2 separate regions of the Xenopus laevis genome follow, and region 1 is linked to region 2. A link is a contact called in public Hi-C data. All regions are on one chromosome and are shown on one strand. The core of a region is the stretch at or near the end of the contact, and the rest is flanking DNA. Distances in the headings are between cores, read along the strand shown. Region 1 holds the start of tfcp2.L (transcription factor CP2 L homeolog). Region 2 has its middle 6.0 kb from the start of csrnp2.L.

Region 1 (3,740 bases), core at 343-2,842, 56 kb before region 2:
ATGTGCCCCCCCCCGCCTCAAGTCTCTGAGTGTAACCAGTCAGTGTAAACCAAGATAGGTGAAAAGCAGGAGGTTGTATTCTGGCTATTATGTTAGACATCCAGTCACTCCAGCCTTTATACATTACATTTTTGCCTAACTAACTATATTAGAAACATTTTTTATTTTGCACAGCCTATCTATTTACACAGTTTTTTATGTTTACACTGAACAATTCCTTTAATGTAAGACTACAATACCCAGCATACACTGAGACTGACTTGTGTAGAAGTCAGAAATGACCAGATTTTGGGCTCTGTACCCCAGTTTTCCATCCCTCTTAAGCATTCTCACATTTTCTGGTGATCTTCCTCAATTTCAAACAATTTTGGGGCAAAAATCTGCTGCCACCAAAATGTCTAGAGGTTGACCTTTTTTACCAATATTTTCTGAAATTGTATATGTATTAGGGTCTCACGGGTCCCTATACCTCCTGGACCGCCCTGTGTTGTTAAAGGATCAGGAAACCCCCTGAGCGCACAAATCCCTCCCCTGTGTTGCCCCCCCCACTCCTCCCCCCTGGCCTACCTGTCCCCCCGGGCAAATGCCACTAACTTGTTACTCACCTCTCTGTGCAGGTCCAGTCCACGGAGTTCACAGATGCCATCTTCTCCCAAGCAGTCTTCTTCCTGCTTTGACCGGCGTTTTTGGATCTACTGCGCATGTGCCGAATGTCACGAAACTTCGTGACTTTTGGCACATGCGCAGTAGATCCGTAGCGGATAAATGCTCCTACTGCGTATATTTACATATATTGATTTATTTTTCAGACCTTTTTTTCACTGCACATATTGTGCTATTTGTGGGCTACTTTTGTAGTGCCCCTCGGCTAGTTTTGGGCTGGTTTTGTAGCGGACTTTGGCTGGTTTTGAAAATTAGACCTGGCAACCCTACCCATCTGTAAGACATGGAGGGAGGGAGAGAAGAGCATATTGTTGGGCCTTTAGCTTGCTGTATGTTTCTCTGACACCACCACCACAGCAGATATAGCTGTCCTTTCAGGAAAACAACTGAACTGACATGATATTAACTTGAAACCTTTCTTCTAGTGTTAACAATTGCGCATTTGAAAACCAATTGCAAATTCCGGCCTTTGCACTTTGCAGGAGAGTTGACGGCAGCAACATGACAAATGAAGTTTGAGGCAAATCACTGCAAATCCCTCGCTTTTGCCTTACAAACGATAACCACGCCCTCAACAAAACCGACCAATCGCTTCCTCTTCCTTTTAAAAAAAACTTACGGCCCTCGCTGCGAACTCTGCAAATCCTTGTCCCAAGAGTATGGCGTCCTGTCTATCCAATTGGTTGGCTGCTGTATCTGGGGCGTGGTTACGTCGCGTCAAGCTATGCGTCGTGTCTGCTTGCCTCCTCCATGTTTCCTGGCTGAGCATCTTGTCACTTGCTGTGGGCTGCGGCGAGTGAGGTCGGCCGGCGTTACAGCTGTTTGTAGCCCCTCCCCGTTCAGAGCGACTAGAACCGGAAATTCGCCTCCTGCTTGTGCTTTTCGCTCCCAAATCAGCACCAACCATGATCTCCTCAGAAGCCTGAGAGCGGTCCCTTTGTATAAGTGATACCCAATCAGTGCGCTGTGACGGCTCCGCCGCTAAATGAGGAGGAAAGCGAACACGCCGGGTGCGAGGATGATGTGAATCAGTGTTGCCATTGGATCAGTTGGTGCGGCTGAGAGAGCTATGCGTTAGCTGCAGGGTCGCAGCGCCGTGTGAAATTGCAGCTGGGCACTGCCAGGCTTCGGCCCACACAGCTGCGACACTTTTGTTGAGGAGAAAAGTGGAATCATGGCCTGGGCACTGAAGTTACCGCTGGCAGATGAAGTGATCGAGTCTGGGTTGGTGCAGGACTTTGATGCCAGTTTATCAGGGATCGGGCAGGAACTTGGCGCTGGAGCTTACAGCATGAGGTAAGCGCTGATATTGGGCCTGGATAGCAATTGAAACACCTATTGATTTGCAGTCCAGCACAGATGGGCTTATTTGTAGTCTAAAATGGCAAGTGGGATCAGACTGTGCACTCTCACCACTTGTGGCACAGTCCTGGGATCTGGGTGGCCAATCAAAAGCAGCAGCTATCACCGTTCTTTAAAGGAGAACTAAACCCTAACCATGAATATGGCTAAACATGCCCTATTTGATGTAATCAACTTATTGCACCAGCCTAAAGTTTGTTTCTCAATAGCAGCAATGATCCACATTTTGAAACTTGTCACAGGGGGGGGGTCACCATCTTGGAAAGGGTCTGCGACCCTCACATGCTCAGACTACATTGCTTAAGATGCAAATTGAAGAGCTGCTAAATTAACTCAAAAACCACAAATAATAAAATACAAGAACCAATTGCAGACTGAGAAACTCATTCTGAACAATTTGTGAGGACATAAGGCTTCTAGAGGTATGGGAAACCTTTTGTCTACTAATATTTAAACATAATATGTCCAATTGAATTGTTTTGTCACCAATATGGATGCATGCAGCTTAGTTACCATCAAGTTCAAGGAACTGATTATTACAGAGAAAAAGTTAAATCATTGTTAGAATTAGTTGATGGCCTTCCCATAATGCAGAGCTTGTTGCATAAGAGATCCCATACCTGTAGTTTAATAATGACGAATATGGAAAAGACACACTAAAGCAGTTTTCTTCAACTATTTTTATTCTGGTCACTGTCAGACTAAGCGTATGACTTCACTCAAGGTGGCTGGTGGCCAGAGACATTGGTCTGTAGTTACTAACCTGCTCTGGTGCATCACACAAGTGGACAGTGCATGTTTATTTTGGACCAGTCTGCCTAAAATAATAATTTAGGCAGACTGCATTTGTTGTTTTAACCTTGTTCTCTTTCTTGGTTGTGTATTTATTCCTGACACATTTAGTTCAATGAGTGCAAATCTGCATGCCATGCACAGGACTGTGAGTATAAAATCCACACCAAATATGCAGTAGAACAAGCTTGATGGAGATGGCTGTGACTATGTGAGATTTACAAAAGTGTAGCAAATGTCTTGAATTCAATATCAGTTTGGTGTTTCTTGAATTGAGTCTGTTGTTGCTCAATTTCACTCTTAACATTTTGGATTTTCTATACATATCTATACTTTTGGTTGCGTTCTTCAGTGGAGTGGACAGACCATGAAATACACATATTTGAAACTTTGTCTGGAAACCCGTTGTCCAGAAATTTCAAATTACAGAAAGGCTATCTCCCATACACTAATATTTTTCTCTGTAATAATAAAACAGTATCTTGTACTTGATCCAGACTAGGATACTAAGATATCAGCCTATTGGGTTTATTTAATGTTTAAATTATTTTCTGCTAGACTTAAAGGGGTTGTTTACATTCAAACAACTAGTTGTTTTCAGATAGATCACCAGAAATAATGACTTTTTCCAATGACTTTTTATTTTCTATGTGTGATCGTTTTTCTAATATTGAAGTGTAAAGTGCCATTTTTCACCTTCTGCAGCAGCTCTTTGAGAGGGGGGTCACCGACCCTGTAAACTGTTCTAAATGGATACAATTAGTAGATACATTTCTTATCTTTGTCCCTGCTGAGCAGAATCCCTGGGTTTCATTACAGGCAGCTGTTAGAATTGATACAATAGTTGCTAATACTCCAGATATACTGCCGTGAAATGTATCATCTAAATGTTGCAAAATTGTAGCAGTTTAGAGACTGCGCCT
Region 2 (3,356 bases), core at 539-3,038:
ATGGCCACCTTAAGCCTGTAATATTCCCTCGCTGCAGAGTCAGCACAGCGGAGCTCACAGACGCCATCTTCCGGCACTTATGTAATCTTTGGGTCTTCTTCCGGTGCTTCTGTCACTTTCGCACATGTGCAGTTATCACAAAGTGGAAGACTGCTCCTACTTGCATGCGCCGATAAAGACGCTTACTTACCAAACCATACCGAAGCACTGAAGATGGCTCCTGCAACCTCCGCTGCACTGACTCTGCAACGAGGGGTAATTACAGGCTTAGGGGCATTTATAGATGTTAACACCTGTGTTGGGAGGAGCAGGGAGGGGGGGACTATGGAGGGTAGGGGTTTTTATTAGCAAGTGGGTTTAGTTCTCCTTGACTCAATATAAATCAGAATTAAGAAAGGGCATATATTTTATGAGTAGCTGGGTTTTTTTCCAGCTACTTTGGCATTATGTGCAGTATGCTCTGCTCTGTGTAGATGTTTCCATTAGGAGTACTATTGTCAGCCTATTATCATCCTCGTATCACGAATTTCAAAAAATCCTGTGCTTGTGTATCATTTGGGGGAGCGAGTCCAATGCAATCAGTTGGAATATCTGTAAATGTGGATTAGTAACAAGTCACTTGTGGGAAAGAAAAGTGTTCAATCCTCGAAACTATAAACCACCAAATAATGTATTTCATAATAAATCGACAAACATATGTTTTTGTTTTATAATGAATGTGATTTCAATAATAATTTTTTGCATTGTACTGGTATACATTTAAATCAGTTAAATCATAGTTTACATCCCATAGATCATATTACAGACAGAATTCTTGTTTTCATCCTGGTAGTTTCCCAGTAGACCCAGTGGAGCAGCTTGTTGGCCCACATTGAAAGCCATTTAGGGTGAGATTGTAGGATAGTATTCTTGGAAGTATTGCTGATTAATTCAGGTACTCCATGTCACGCTAAGGCTTTAAAGCAGGAGCCCCCAACCTTTTTTTACCCCTGAGCCACATTCAAATGTAAAATGAGTTGGGGAGCAACAGAAGCATGAAAAAATCCCTTGGGTGCCAAATAAGAGCTGTGATTGGCTATTTAGTAGCCCCTATGTGGACTGGCAGCCTACAGGAGGCTCTACTTGGCACTATACTTTGTTTTTATGCAATTAAAACTTGCTTCAAAAATAATCACCTGCTTTGAGGACACTGAGAGCAACATCCAAGGGGTTGGAGAGCCACATGTTGCTCACGAGCTACTGGTTGGGGATCACTGCTTTAAAGGAACAGTAACAGCAAAAAATTAAAGTGTTTTGAAATATAATGTACTGTTGCCCTGCACTGGTAAAACTGGTGTGTTTGCTTCAGAAACACAATTATTTTTATATAAACAAGCTGCTGTGTAGCCATGGGGGCAGCCATTCAAGCACAGATAACGGATGCAATCTGCAGAATACCATTGTATTACAGAGCTTATCTGTTATCTGCTAAGTAGCCTGCAGCTTGAATGGCAACCCCCATGGCTACACAGGAGCTTATGGATATAAACAAAAGTAGTCTTTCTAAAGCAAACGCATAACTTTTACCAGTCAAACCACTTTGATTTGCTGCTGTTACTGTTCCTTTAAAGACAAATAAATATGTGGAAACCGTGCTTACCATACATTTATTTGAATCATACTTCAGTTGGTGGTCAAGCTGAACTTCCAGAAATACCCAAGGGAGCAGAAACAATTACCCCAGATCCTACCCAATTTGGTCTTTATTGCTGCCACCTTTCGCCCACTGCTTTGTGCCACTCAAGGCTGGCGGGGTGCCTACACTAAGGGAAATCTTAATATAAATCATCATCATTTATTTATATAGCGCTGTCATGTACTATTCACTCTCATGGTGGCCATACATGCACACATTTGGAGAATTTGGGGGGTACTTGGAAATACTGTTGTTCTATCTTTGCTAAAGTGTGAGACATCGGCTGATCCAAAAATTGCACATTCCCTTATCAATTTGGATCAAGTCACTTGGGACATCAGCCAAACAGACCAGTGCTCTTTGGTCATCCTCACGGGTGGGCAAATAAATAATAATTTACCAGTAGGCTTGTGGGGTGAGCAGTGAGGTGCTTTGTCTTTCATGATGTAATAGATCACTGACTGGAAAAGTTTACAGCAGCAGGAGGTCATGATGAACAGCGATGGGTTGCTGCTTTGTCCCTTCATAGCTCTGTATAGTGACATTCCTGTTTGAGAGTGGGCACCCTGTGCAGAAAGCTTCGAACTGGTGAATTAACCCCCATTGATTGGCAATTTAAAATATCTGAAGAGATGGAATCAACCATAAGATAAGTGTACTGCAACAGCAACAATGAACCCTGGTGTCAATGGATTCAACAAGCTTTTGTTTCTTTTGAGGTTTGAGAAGAGGGATATTCAGATTCGGTAAATCTGTAACATGGTAAATGTTATACGTAGTTCTATAAAGCTAGATGACTATATTTACAGCCACGGTTATGGATCATGTTAACATGTCTGGACCCATTTGCCATCGGTGAACTCATAAATGTGGGTGATGCACAGTGAATAGTGTTATGGGGGTACAGCATATGCATAGAATGATTATTTGACCCAAGCTGAACTCATGTGATTGATTAACCAGCCTGGATCACAGTAATATGTGTAAACATAAGCATCAGTCGCTGGAAATGAGTTTGTGCTATATCACTAGATTAAAATAGCATCCACTACCTGTCAACACTTTGGAGTGTACAGATATGAAATCTATTATCCGGAATGCTTGGGTTTTCTGAATAAGGGTTTTTTTTTTCTTTTCTTCATACTTAATTTCTTTAAAATTCCCCTTTAAGTTAACTTTTAGTATGTTATAAAGAGGCCTATTCTAAACAACTTTTCAATAGGTCTCCATCATTTGTCATAGTTTTTTTATATATATATATATATATATATATATATATATATATATATATAAATAATATATTGTTATTGCTATTTTTGTATGCCTCATCGTTCTATTAAGGTTTCTCCTTTTCATATTGTAGTCTTTTATTCAAATCATATGGTTGCAAGGGTAATTGGCCCTTCTATAAAACTTCGAAGAATCCCTACGATACATAAAAACATTTGAAACATTTAATAACCCTAACCAATATTGTTATTATTCTATATTGTAATTGAATGAGAATATTGAAAATATTTATTTACAAACACCATGATTAAAAACCTACGACCCCCAACACTGCAAGTCAGAAGTGCCACCCACCGCATTTCTGTCTTACTCTAAGGGTCTGGCCACACAGGCAGATTCGGGGAGATTAGTAACCAGGCGACAAATCTCCTCTTCTTCGCGACGACAAACC

The links. Hi-C and Micro-C count contacts between places; a contact is called where the count stands out from the background.
Region 1: a Hi-C map of the XL177 cell line shows a contact between it and region 2, with 1.9 times the contacts expected there. The contact joins the promoter of tfcp2.L here to the enhancer-like site in region 2. A contact is called at or near these places in 2 of 4 Hi-C or Micro-C datasets (the XL177 cell line and the XTC cell line).

Annotation. Positions count from the first base shown.
Region 1 is chr2L:149,838,877-149,842,616 of Xenopus_laevis_v10.1, reverse strand. tfcp2.L (transcription factor CP2 L homeolog) reads left to right here and starts at 1,592. Exons shown (of 15, transcript NM_001095978.1): 1 at 1,592-1,959. The coding sequence starts at 1,838.
Region 2 is chr2L:149,783,408-149,786,763 of Xenopus_laevis_v10.1, reverse strand. No RefSeq gene overlaps it. Among protein-coding and RNA genes, the nearest start is that of csrnp2.L, 6.0 kb to the right of the region's middle. Within about 2 kb of position 1,788, at least 1 of the 7 cell types and tissues checked has an H3K27ac peak or open chromatin away from gene starts, as enhancers often do.